Regions from separate parts of the Hordeum vulgare genome. Here region 1 is linked to region 2. A link is a contact called in public Hi-C data. All regions are on one chromosome and are shown on one strand. Each heading gives the region's core, a stretch centred on a gene start, on an enhancer-like site or on the middle of the called end of the contact. The rest is flanking DNA. Distances are from core to core; before and after follow the strand shown. Region 1 has its middle 180 kb from the start of LOC123395880. Region 2 has its middle 18 kb from the start of LOC123395880.

What was found. A called contact is a pair of places that touch in the nucleus more often than the background predicts.
Region 1: a Hi-C map of leaf shows a contact between it and region 2, with 3 times the contacts expected there. The contact joins two enhancer-like sites. A contact is called at or near these places in 4 of 6 Hi-C or Micro-C datasets (leaf and seedling).

The regions. Positions count from the first base shown.
Region 1 is chr5H:15,967,665-15,973,522 of MorexV3_pseudomolecules_assembly, forward strand. No RefSeq gene overlaps it. Among protein-coding and RNA genes, the nearest start is that of LOC123395880, 180 kb to the left of the region's middle. Within about 2 kb of position 2,552, at least 3 of the 3 cell types and tissues checked have open chromatin away from gene starts, as enhancers often do. A contact at or near this core is called in leaf, where this site is marked.
Region 2 is chr5H:15,801,061-15,806,795 of MorexV3_pseudomolecules_assembly, forward strand. No RefSeq gene overlaps it. Among protein-coding and RNA genes, the nearest start is that of LOC123395880, 18 kb to the left of the region's middle. Within about 2 kb of position 3,546, at least 2 of the 3 cell types and tissues checked have open chromatin away from gene starts, as enhancers often do. A contact at or near this core is called in leaf, where this site is marked.

The DNA.
Region 1 (5,858 bases), core at 1,302-3,801, 170 kb after region 2:
CTCAAGGGCGATTTTCTTCTTGGAGATGTTGGTCTTCCTCTGCTCCTCCACTTCCCCCCTACCTGCCTCTCGGGTGAAAACCTGAACTTCGGTGGGCGGTAGCAAAGTCTTTGACGTCATGACCTTCCTGAAGGAGTCACCTTGAGGGCTGAGTGATGGTGGGCACTGTGTGAATCCTTGACGGTTGCTGGTGGTGGGCACTGCTTCGGGGGAAACCCTAAGATCTGGCCTTTCAGATCGGACGTTGGCGGTACTGCGGTGTCGTTTCTCTATTGGGAGCATCTTTTATGGAGAAGCGCTCGATCACAGATGGAGGAGGTTGAACGGTTTCGTCTTGCACGAAGCTTTTGCGGAGCCGTCAAGTCATGCCTGGCCGACAGATGATACGCCGAGTCATGCCTGGTTGGCAGGTGTTACGCATGACATTTCTTCTAGAGTTCCGCCTCTGGACGAATGAGCGCATGGCATTGGCGCCGTGGTGGTGTCGACGAATGTCCGGACTAGCAAGGATGATGCGGATCTCTCTCCTGAAGATGAGTCAATGGTCCAATGATGATGGCTTCTAAAACATGTGCAATGGTGTGCGTTTTAGGTCTGCTGCATCAGTTGTTGGTCCCGATACGTTATGCGGATGGATTGGTGACGACACCGATTTTAAATATGAAAAGTGAAAGCATTCCACGTTATCGGGTTTATAGGTTTGAGTGGTGGTTTCACATGGATTGATGTATATTTTTGTTAAATCATTATGAAATAATTAATAAATATAGTTGATGCAGAGGCCGGGGGTTTAACCTCCTTTTCCAAAAAAAAATCCCGCACTTGTTTTGAACAACAAGCCCAAGTCTAGAGGTTGGGATATTTAGAGATCATAGCCATACTGCTACGATTATTATCTTTGTGACGATCCTATGAAATTACTTCACGTGTTAGTTCAATTGTGTTTAACATTCTTGCTTTGTTCTGCTATCAAACTCTCTTCGAAAAGCAACAAATGTACTGGTACGACTATCTTGGCCGAGAGGCCAATGACAGGGACACATCCATGCGTGTGTCGAGCAAACCACGCATGCATGCATGCATTTTGTTGTGATCGAGCTTGGGCGGGGACCCTGCGGCGGACGGCCGGCCTGCCGGCCGGTCCCGCGCGCCAACGAACGACGGACCGTCCGCCGTCTGTCCGTCCGGCCGATCAGACGTACGCCGGCGCCCGCGCGCGCACATGGAGTCACATGGACGCTATCTGCAACCACCTCAGCGTCGGCCGGTCGACCTCGACCATCGACCTCCATGTCCATCTCATGCATGGATGAAGATGGAAGATCGTGGCAACCTGCACATCTCACGCACATGTACGTGCATGACTACAAGTCCCCATTAATTATCGATCGACATCGACTGCCTGACTACTCAGCTGGTCTATTACACACGTACGACCCTCCTGCCGCCATCATTTGAGCGGCAAATCGCCGCGCGCTAATGATCTTCTAATCATATGATCACTTTTATAATCATATCATGGGCATCATGATTGCCCTCCAGAAGATTCCTCTGTGTAAAATGCACACCTGAATTATTGATCGTACATTCCAAACGCTAACCTTGCTATCCTGATATTTGCTTGTTTATATTCATTTATTAATAACAGTTTAAGTGTGCATCATTTGCAGCAGATCATGCATGTGGCAAGTGGCCCACGGAGCTACCTCAGTCTGGTCTGGTCCCTGCATATAGTTCAATCTCTCTCACGCGTACGTACATCGCAAATTGGGCATATTGGGCCTACCGAAATCAAGGTTTTTGGAATCTTTCTCCCTTCATCAGATGGAGTACCAACCTTTGGTCTCTGGTACCGGAAAAAACTACCAACTGCCACACAGAGTAGAGAGTACCTACCGGCTACCGGTCCGATCTCACCTGCAGCCTGCCGCTTCTTTAATTGCAGTATCATGCACTGACCGGTACCATCATTATGGAAACTGTTGCCTCTGATGTTTACATGTGAGACCATGAAGAGCATGTCAGAGGAACGCCACTGGTACTAATTATATAGCTAAAACCCATTGGCTGATTGGAGAAATACCAGATATATGTTGATGCCGTCGTTTTTCAATTGCCAAGTAGGATATACATAATGCATGGAAAGACAGGTACTCTCTCCGGCCGGAAATTACTTGTTGCATAAATAGATAAAAATAAATATATCTAGAACTAAAAATATCTAGATAAATCCATTCTTATGACAAGTATTTTCAAACGGAAATATATAATACTCCCTCTGTAAACTACTATAAAAGCATTTAGAATACTACTTTAGTAATCTAATTAAACACTCTTATATTAATTTACAGAGGGTGTAGTATGTATGCACACATGGATGAGCTAATACAGTGATACTGGACAAAATCAAAGTTGACTCATCACCAACCGAAGAAGGAGAAGGACAAGAACATGCACACATGCGTACACTTGCATATCTGTGGTACTATACACAGTAGATAAACCTCACAACTTGCAAGAAATTAATACATGGAGTCACTAGCTACCATTGCAAGTTGCAAGATTTTTCCTTTCCTAATACCCTCAGGTCCGATTAAGAAAATGATTTTGGTGGATATACACTGCAAGCTAGTCTGCATCCACCGGCCCACACGTACGCTGAACAGTTCTACCAGATCGACCGAAGCCAGCCCATGAGGTGCGGGTCCAAGCCATATGATGATGCATGTCGTTCCTCCCTAGATATTTCTTATGGTGATGCATGCGTGCATGCAATTTCTATATACCTCCATCAACGAAAGAGTTTTTACTTGTACATCGTACTCCCTTCGTTTTTAAATACTTTTTTATTTTTTTACTATAAACTACATATGAATGTATATAAATATATTTTATAATATAGATTTACTAATTTTATCGGGTCAATAATTTCTTAATGAACTCTCTCATTCCATTCTTTTAATTCACTATTCTCCTTAATTTTGAGCTCTCCTATTTGATTAAGGTATTTAATTTATTTGGTTCATATTTTGACGGTGTCAATGATTATTTTTAACAAATAACATCGACCAACTTATAGAAACATATCAATCTCACGCACCACCGCACCACATAGAAAAAAGAAGTGGAAACATGAAGCCATTGATGTAGAAAATTTCACCACATAGGTATGGATTGTTTAGCTGATAACCCAGAATCACACCGTGCAAAGCCCCATAACACCGCATTATAAATAAATGTAAAAAACACTCCCTCATCTTCCGAACTCGCCAAACCAAATACCCAATCGGTTCAAAAATATAAATCATATTTGTTTTTCAAAAGAGGAATTTCTTTAACTTGCACTAAATCCATTTCGTGATGAAGCCAATGACATTGATTTGACATTTTTTTACAAATTTGGTGAAACTTAGAGGTTTGCCTTTTCAAAAAAAACAAATGCACCTAATATTTTCAAATAGGGAGAGTAATTTTCTTATGAAAATTCAATAGCACCAACGGCGCAGCAAAGCGCGTCCAATTCTTCTAGTTTGTGCGTACCATGTTTAAAAAGTATCGGTTACGTATTAGTGCAGGATATGATTGATTTGTTCGACACGTTTCAACCGGTAATCATCCATGGAGATGATCAAATCAACCATGCACAGTCAGCGACTGGATCGAGGGGTACCTGCAGCCATTGCTCCTACGCCTCTACTGGTGGAGTTTATACTTTTCACCGTCTAAAACGGGTGAGAGAGAGAGAGAGAGAAAGAGGCAGATGGTTGGAAAGGCGTGTTTCTCCTGGTTGAAAAGGCGTTGGCCCGTCGGTACGTGGTCTCCGTCGTAAGCGTATGCGTCACTCACTCACTCACTCAAAAGCGCATGCATGCATATGTTGCGTGGTTTAGTCACCGGTGAATATTTGGAGACCCGTCGGTCAATGCATGTGCTTGATTACAGACACGGTCGGTTAGTTGGGGCCCGCACGACGGACGGCGACGCCCGACCAGCCACCGGCCGCAAACGCGCGGGTATACGACGTACGTACGTACCCTTGAACCGTGGAGGGGCATGCATGCATGGTGCATGTACTCGTACGTCCACGTAGATCACTAACCTCGGCCGGCCCTTGGCATGATGCATGTCGGATGCATGGCTCGGCGTCGGCGCACGTGATTAGTAAGCCTATACGTACGCGCGGCTGGTCCGGGAACGGCGCGCGGTCGGCCGCCGACGAAGGTACGTACTTCTCCGGCTGCCGGCCGCCGGCCCACGTCAATCGACGTGCGTATGTGCATGCGTAGGATCCACAGTTCACGCATGCATGTTGCTCATTTTTTTAGCTACATTTTCTACGGTCAAATGCAACTTCAGTGCGTTCTTTTGTGGTGAGTAGTTCCGACCAAGCCAAGTAGAATTGAACCAGCACGGTCCACGGCCGTACCACAAGCCAATATTCCTAGGCATGATAGCTTGCATGACAATCTAAAATTGTCCACATTATATTCCCCCTGGATAACAAGGCCAACTTGAGCAGGTGCGTAGTCTCATAGTGCTTGGTCAGTTTTGACTTGCCTGTGTTGAACCTTGCACACCAAGTATCATCCGTTCTACCGAATACCTACATAATGACTTTGACATACATGCTATATGTAAGTTGGAGTATCATTTCAGCTAGAGAGGGCAAAGTGTGACAGGACTCCGTAACTTCATTCTAGTATAAATGGCTGATGAGTACTGTCTGAGCCAACACTAAGATTGAACATGCATACATGTAGTCTCTTTTGTAATTAACTCCATATTTTATTGTATGGCTGGTCACTGTGTAAAGTATCATACACATTGCATAGTATCATCATAAAGATATCATTTATTAGCATACATGATATGTACTAGTACATCATTTAGTATGATATACTATAATATTATGATACTCAGCTTAATGTGTCATCTCAGCAAAAACGCCTAGTTTATATGGGTGAAGTCAGAGCTGCGGTGTTGCAAGGCGACACGGCGGCAAATATGTCGGACCATGGGCAGTTTGGAGCCTGTCGGAACCAGAAGAGCTACTTTTGTGATCGATTGTTTCGTCTGGCCAATAGGGTCCTCGTGCCTTGTTCATGACGGATCATCCATGCCAAAATTCAAGTACCTTACTCAAGGAGACGCCATGAGTGATGACGATGGCATTGCAGGCAACATCAATGGTGTCCTCTCTTCAATGGTGGGTGGGGGTCTTGTGGGGGTTAGGTCGGTCGTGGCGCCCTTCTTTCTAGGCATGGTGCAACTGTTTTTGTTCGGGTTTTTTGCAAACTAAGTAGCTAATCTCTTCTGCTTTTTGACCTATGGTACTCTTGTTCACCACTCTAATATTATTATTGTCGAGTAGTAACAAGAAGTTGTCGTTTTGTCAATTGCTTTAATTATTACTATTTTCTTTTTACCAGCCATGCATGAGCCACACTTCCCTTGACACGATGTTTGGTCATGTGAATAGGCCTCGGCATAAAACTGTCCAACTAAAAACTAAATGGAAACCGAAACCGAAAAGGCCGAACTTTCGGTTTTTTAGTTTGTACAGAAAAATTCGGTTAGCTGGGCTACTAACCGAACCAAATTCGGTTGGTAAGTATACTTTTATTTACTTAAAAAGCTGGTTTTAGAGAAGTGATGTCAATTGCATGTCCAAGTTTCAATATGCCTTCTAGAAGAACATGCATTGTGGATTTTGTGAATCTTTATTTTGAAGAGAGAGCAAAGCTAAAACCATTTTTCAAACAACCATGTCAAAGAGTGTGTCTCACTACTCATGGTTGGACTTCTCAAACACAAGATTATTATATGACTATCACAACACATTTATATTGATCATAAAT
Region 2 (5,735 bases), core at 2,296-4,795:
GGGGTCGTTGCCCCCTTTCGGTGGACCCCCGGGGCCACCTCCGGTGGTCCCGGTACGTTACCAGTGACGCCCGAAACACTTCCGGTGTCCGAAACCATCCGTCCTATATATCAATCTTTACCTCCGGACCATTCCGGAGCACCTCGTGACGTCTGGGATCTCATCCAGGACCCCGAACAACTTTCTATAACCTCATAGAACAATTCCCTATAACCCTAGCGTCATCGAACCTTAAGTGTGTAGACCCTACGGGTTCGGGAGACAGGTAGACATCACCGAGACACCTCTCTGGCCAATAACCATCAGCGGGGTCTGGATACCCATGGTGGCTCCCACTTGCTCCATGATGATCTCATCGGATGAACCACGATGTCAAGGATTCAATCAATCCCGTATACAATTCCTTTTGTCTGTCGGTATAGAACTTGCCCGAGATTCGATCGTCGGTATACCTATACCTTGTTCAATCTCGTTACCGGTAAGTCTCTTTACTCGTTCCGTAGCACGTCATCGTGTGACTAACTCCTTAGTCACATTGAGCTCATGATGATGTTCTACCGAGTGGGCCCAGAGATACCTCTCCGTCACACGGAGTGACAAATCCTGATCTTGATTCGTGCCAACCCAACAGATACTTTCGGAGGTACCCGTAGTGCACCTTTATAGTCACCCAGTTACGTTGTGACGTTTGATACACCCAAAGCACTCCTACGGTATCCGGGAGTTGCACAATCTCACGATCGAAGGAAAAGACACTTGACATTAGAAAAGCTTTAGCATACGAACAATACGATCTAGTGCCACGCTTAGGATTGAGTCTTGTCCATCACATCATTCTCCCAATGATGTGATCCCGTTATCAATGACATCTAATGCCCATGACCAGAAAACCATGATCATCTATCGACTAACGAGCTAGCCAACTAGAGGCTTGCTAGGGACACATTGTGATATATTTATTCATACATGTATTACTGTTTCCTGTTAATACAATTATAGCATGAACAATAGACAATTATCATGAACAAGGAAATATGATAATAACCATTTTATTGTTGCCTCTAGGGCATATTTCCAACAAGGAGTACTATATAGGTACTACTATGGGTTCGTAAGTTCTAAAAAACTACTCATACATAATCATGAAGATAGCAAGGTTGACGAAGAGGCATCTAACAAGGGCGTTCCCCCCACTGCAAGGCTCCTGCATAGGGCTCCATTTAGATCAGATAAACAAGGCTTGCGGTGGCGATAAAAAATTATGAAGGTACGATGGATGGTTTCAACATTTATAAGGAATTATGGCGATGGAAATAGGTGAAGAAGCTGATTGTGGGCCTCTAACAAGCAAGGGGCGCGACCACCCCCATGGCCACGCCACCTATCCGTGTGGGTCTGTTGTGGCTCGCCTCAATCTCTCCTAAAGTTTCTAGTGTTTGTTATTGTCGAAAACCGATCGTGTTAAATTGACAACGTATTATTACTTCCGTAGATATTGATTTCCTTCAAAGCCAAAAACAAACGAGCAACAGAAACTGGCACTGCCATCTAACTAATACGTTATTGCATAAAAACAATATATATTTTTTTAAAAAATATATAAAAATATATAATTACATGAAACAATTATAAATTATAGATACACCGTTTCAGACATATCATGCACCTAAAGCTGCGAAAAGGGGTCAACTCGGTCATCCTATGTACATTGAGGTGCATATGGCTTGAGAGGAACCTGAGGGTGTTCCAAGATGAATCTTGCCTACCTCCGGTTGTGTTTGAAACAATATATAATATGTGCCATGAACGGGTGAAGGTGGGTAACGATAGTCTAAAGTGAGTGATCGCCTAGTTTCTTTCCTTGGTGGGGTATTGGTCCAGGGGCTGCCTCTGAGCGCCTACTAGACCAAATCTTGTAATTCCATGTTTTTCTCTCTGCCATATTACATAGGCACACAAATCTCATACATGTTGTTGAAAAAATTGGTTTCCCTAACCGTATGCCCAGTAGTTTTACGTTTCCATATACCTTTCACTAGGCAGTTCATAAACTTGAAAATATTCAAATTACCGGTGTTCATCTGGTTTTTCATTAATTAACAAAACAATCTCTTCTGCTTAATCAATTGATGAGGCAAATGTTTACCACCGTGTATCAGTTATTTATTGTTTAATTAACTTAGAGTTCTCCTTAAGCTGGTATACCTAATTAGAACACTATAACCGGAACTTTTATATCCATCTCAAACGTCCGAACAGACCGTTCGAAACGTGATCGGTCACAAATACGCGACCCAACCGAACCCCTTATAGCCGTCTCAAACGTCCGGACTGTCCGACACCACTCATATCCATCTCAAATATGCTGAGGATGATACGAGGGCTCGCGGACGCGTTCGGACATGCCCGATCAATCCGCTACGTAGGACATGTGACCATCCCGGACCACCTTTTCTCTTCCTTCCTTCATTCCTTTCTTTGCTAAGTCCTTCTTTTCTCATCCTAGACCGTTCGAAAAAATAAGGGTTGAGAACAAACACGCTCGGTCACTTACCTGACGCGTCCAAAAATGTATACAAGGTCATATTTGCTAAGTCCTTGATGCTCTTAGCTAATATACTCAGACCACTGTCAAAGTATACAGAAAAAAACGAAGTCTCGTACACACACTAACCACTAGGGATATTGGCATATATATATATATATATATATATATATATATATATATATATATATATATATATATATATATATATATATATATATAATCGAAAGCAATAAAGATCTTTCTTTTGCTCGGTTTATTTTTTGTACGGTTCATACTCCACTTATAAATTAAGAATAAACCGCTCTTCTGCTGGGTTAAAAGAGAGCAGTTGACATTTTGATAAGAAACAATGGTCGGAGCACGTTTGACATATCCTACGTATGTCAACCAACGTGCACCCAACATTTGTTTCGCAGGTGTAAAAAGGCACTCAAAAAATACCACTTTCTCAGTCAAATGAACAGCAAATTTGTATGGGAGTGGCAAGAGCACTTGGTGACCTCACTGGGACACGTGGCAGTGCCTGGTGTGAGCACCAATCATATGTCGCCACGCATTAGTTGTTGAAAATACCTATATTCTCTGTGTGAAAGCACACGTTCCCACTTATCAGCTACAAATTCTGGATGCTCAGGCATATGCGTTACCCGCAAAGGAAAAGAAAACATCGTTTATGGGTTACTTTGGGATTATTTTGGGCTGAATTTGCTGTCCATTTTAAGGACAATTAACTAACTAATTTAATTACATCTGACTAGTCTTTGAATCTAGAAGGTGATATTGGTGCAAATAATGATATTTGTGCGTGTGTGGTGCCTTACGTGCTAGTTTTGCTTTTGTCTCATCCATCACATCTCTAATAAAATTTTTGCTTGGAAACCTGGCAAATAGCGGCTCGTGGAGGCCCCGACACGTGCATTCAGATGTGTACGTGGCCCATGCATGGCTTCATCGACAAGTGCAGTTCACCTGATCATCAGCTAAGTGCCAACAATTATGGTGACCAGACTAGCTAGCTATGTATAGTGCCTGATGACGCAAGTATGTCCTACATACACATAAAGGCAACACTGTTCGTCGTCTACCAACTTTAACATGCGAATTGTCAAAATGTTGAGCTGCTAGCCACCAACAGTGCCGTCATAACACCGTCGCTACAGCATGTCGTTTTGCTTTTGTTTTGTTTCGGTATATATGCGTATGCAAAATTCTTGGTTATATATGACCGATTGATAGGTGTGGTGTTCGTTAGTAGTAGAAAACAGAATTTTAGTCACGATTGATAACGACCTTTAGTGTCGGGTCATTAACCGGGATTAAAGGATGAGAACTAAAAACACTCATTCTTTAGTCTTCTATTGGTTACAACCCGGGACTAATGTCCCTTCACGTGGCCGCAAGCGTGTGCTGGGGTTGAAGGACCTTTACTCCCGATTGATGACACCAACCGGTATTAAGGATTTTATGTTTTTTTATGTTGGGTTTTATGGTTTAGAGTTTATTTTCATTTTGTGTTTTTCATCTAATTTTTTTTCATTTCAAACATATTTTACGCTACTGCTACTATGTAATGTACACGTTGATGCATATATAATAATTTTTTTGTACGATATATATATATATATATATATATATATATATATATATATATATATATATATATATATATATATATGGACACACACACACAATTTGGTATATGCAATTTCTTCTACAATTTGGAGATCATTACATGCAGGCATTAGCGGTAATGGTATTCTCCTCTGCAGATATGACTTCCGTACGCAAAAATTCCGCAATTTCCTCTTGAATTGCTCGTAGGCGGTTCTCTGGCAAGAGCTTCTTCCGCATGTCTTCCATCTTTAAAGAATGAGATCAATATAGATATATTAGTTGTGTGTGTATATATTTGATCATCATAAAAAAATGTGAATAATGTTTACGAAGTTGTCTCACATCTCTGCACCATTCGGTCGCCCTATGAATGCTCTCGCAGACCTAGTATGCACATAAATTACTCCCCTGTTTCTGCCTCATGCATTTTGCGAGAATAAAATTTAATCAGATAATAATAAAGCATGATAATGGTATTGAAACTATAATTAAAGAGATCCGCGAACCTAGCTAGTACTACTTAATTACCTTGGAAAGTCGCCAACATAGCTCCGGTTTCCATTCACCACCAACATCATTGATGAACCGTTTCCAAGCCCTGCTCCGCAAACAAAATTAATAAAGAAGTTACTAATTCCTTGATATAAGGAAATGAATGAAAGAGGCCGATATAGCCCGATAATGATTGAAATTACCTGTCGAGCATCCAAACCACGCTGGTGTATTCTCGAGGGTCTTTACCTAGTATGTCCATGGTGTCAACAGTTCCAGCGTCAACTTTAATTATTATCAGGATCTAGTGGTACCTGCATACATTGATATAAGCAGGCATGCATAACTCATCAACTACACTTAACATCAAGTAAGCAAAATAGAATTTGTAGTACAAGACAGTAACACTCACTTGAAGTTTGAAAGAAAATAGTATTTCTGTTCTGGTATTTTGTGCCTTTAAAAACCTTAGCAAGTTATCGTCTAAGTCTTTGGGGTGGTCTTGTATCATTTTTTCATTAATGATATATGGGTCAACGAACCCAATGTCATAGATTCTCTATCTTTTGCATTCGAGAATCTTCATTGTGCAAAATAGCATATAAAAGAATATAGTGAGGCTAATTATAAGCAATGAATGAGGTGAGCTAGAGACTTAAATTACAGAAAGAAATCACTTAGAGATAATAGCAACTAACGATAGATTTGTCGAGTGAGTCTTGATTGTATAACTGAAAAAGTTTGTCAAACTCAATGCATAGCTCGTTTTCATAGAAGTAATGCTCTTCCTTCACTTTCACCATGAGCATCACTGATACTTGTGATCCGCATTAGGTTTTCCGTGAAGAGGAACGTGTTATCGCAGCAAAATGTGGATAAGTTTTTCCCTCAGTTATGAAACCAAAGTTTATCGAACCAATAGGAATATCAACCACCCGTCTTCAGCGGCTCCACACAAAATAACAAACAACTTGAACCCAACGCGGGCAAGAGGGTTGTCATTATTCCCCTTGGTCTCGTTATTTGCAAGCAATTGAGATGTGTAGATAATTGTAAATTGCAAAATAAAATGAAAACAAGT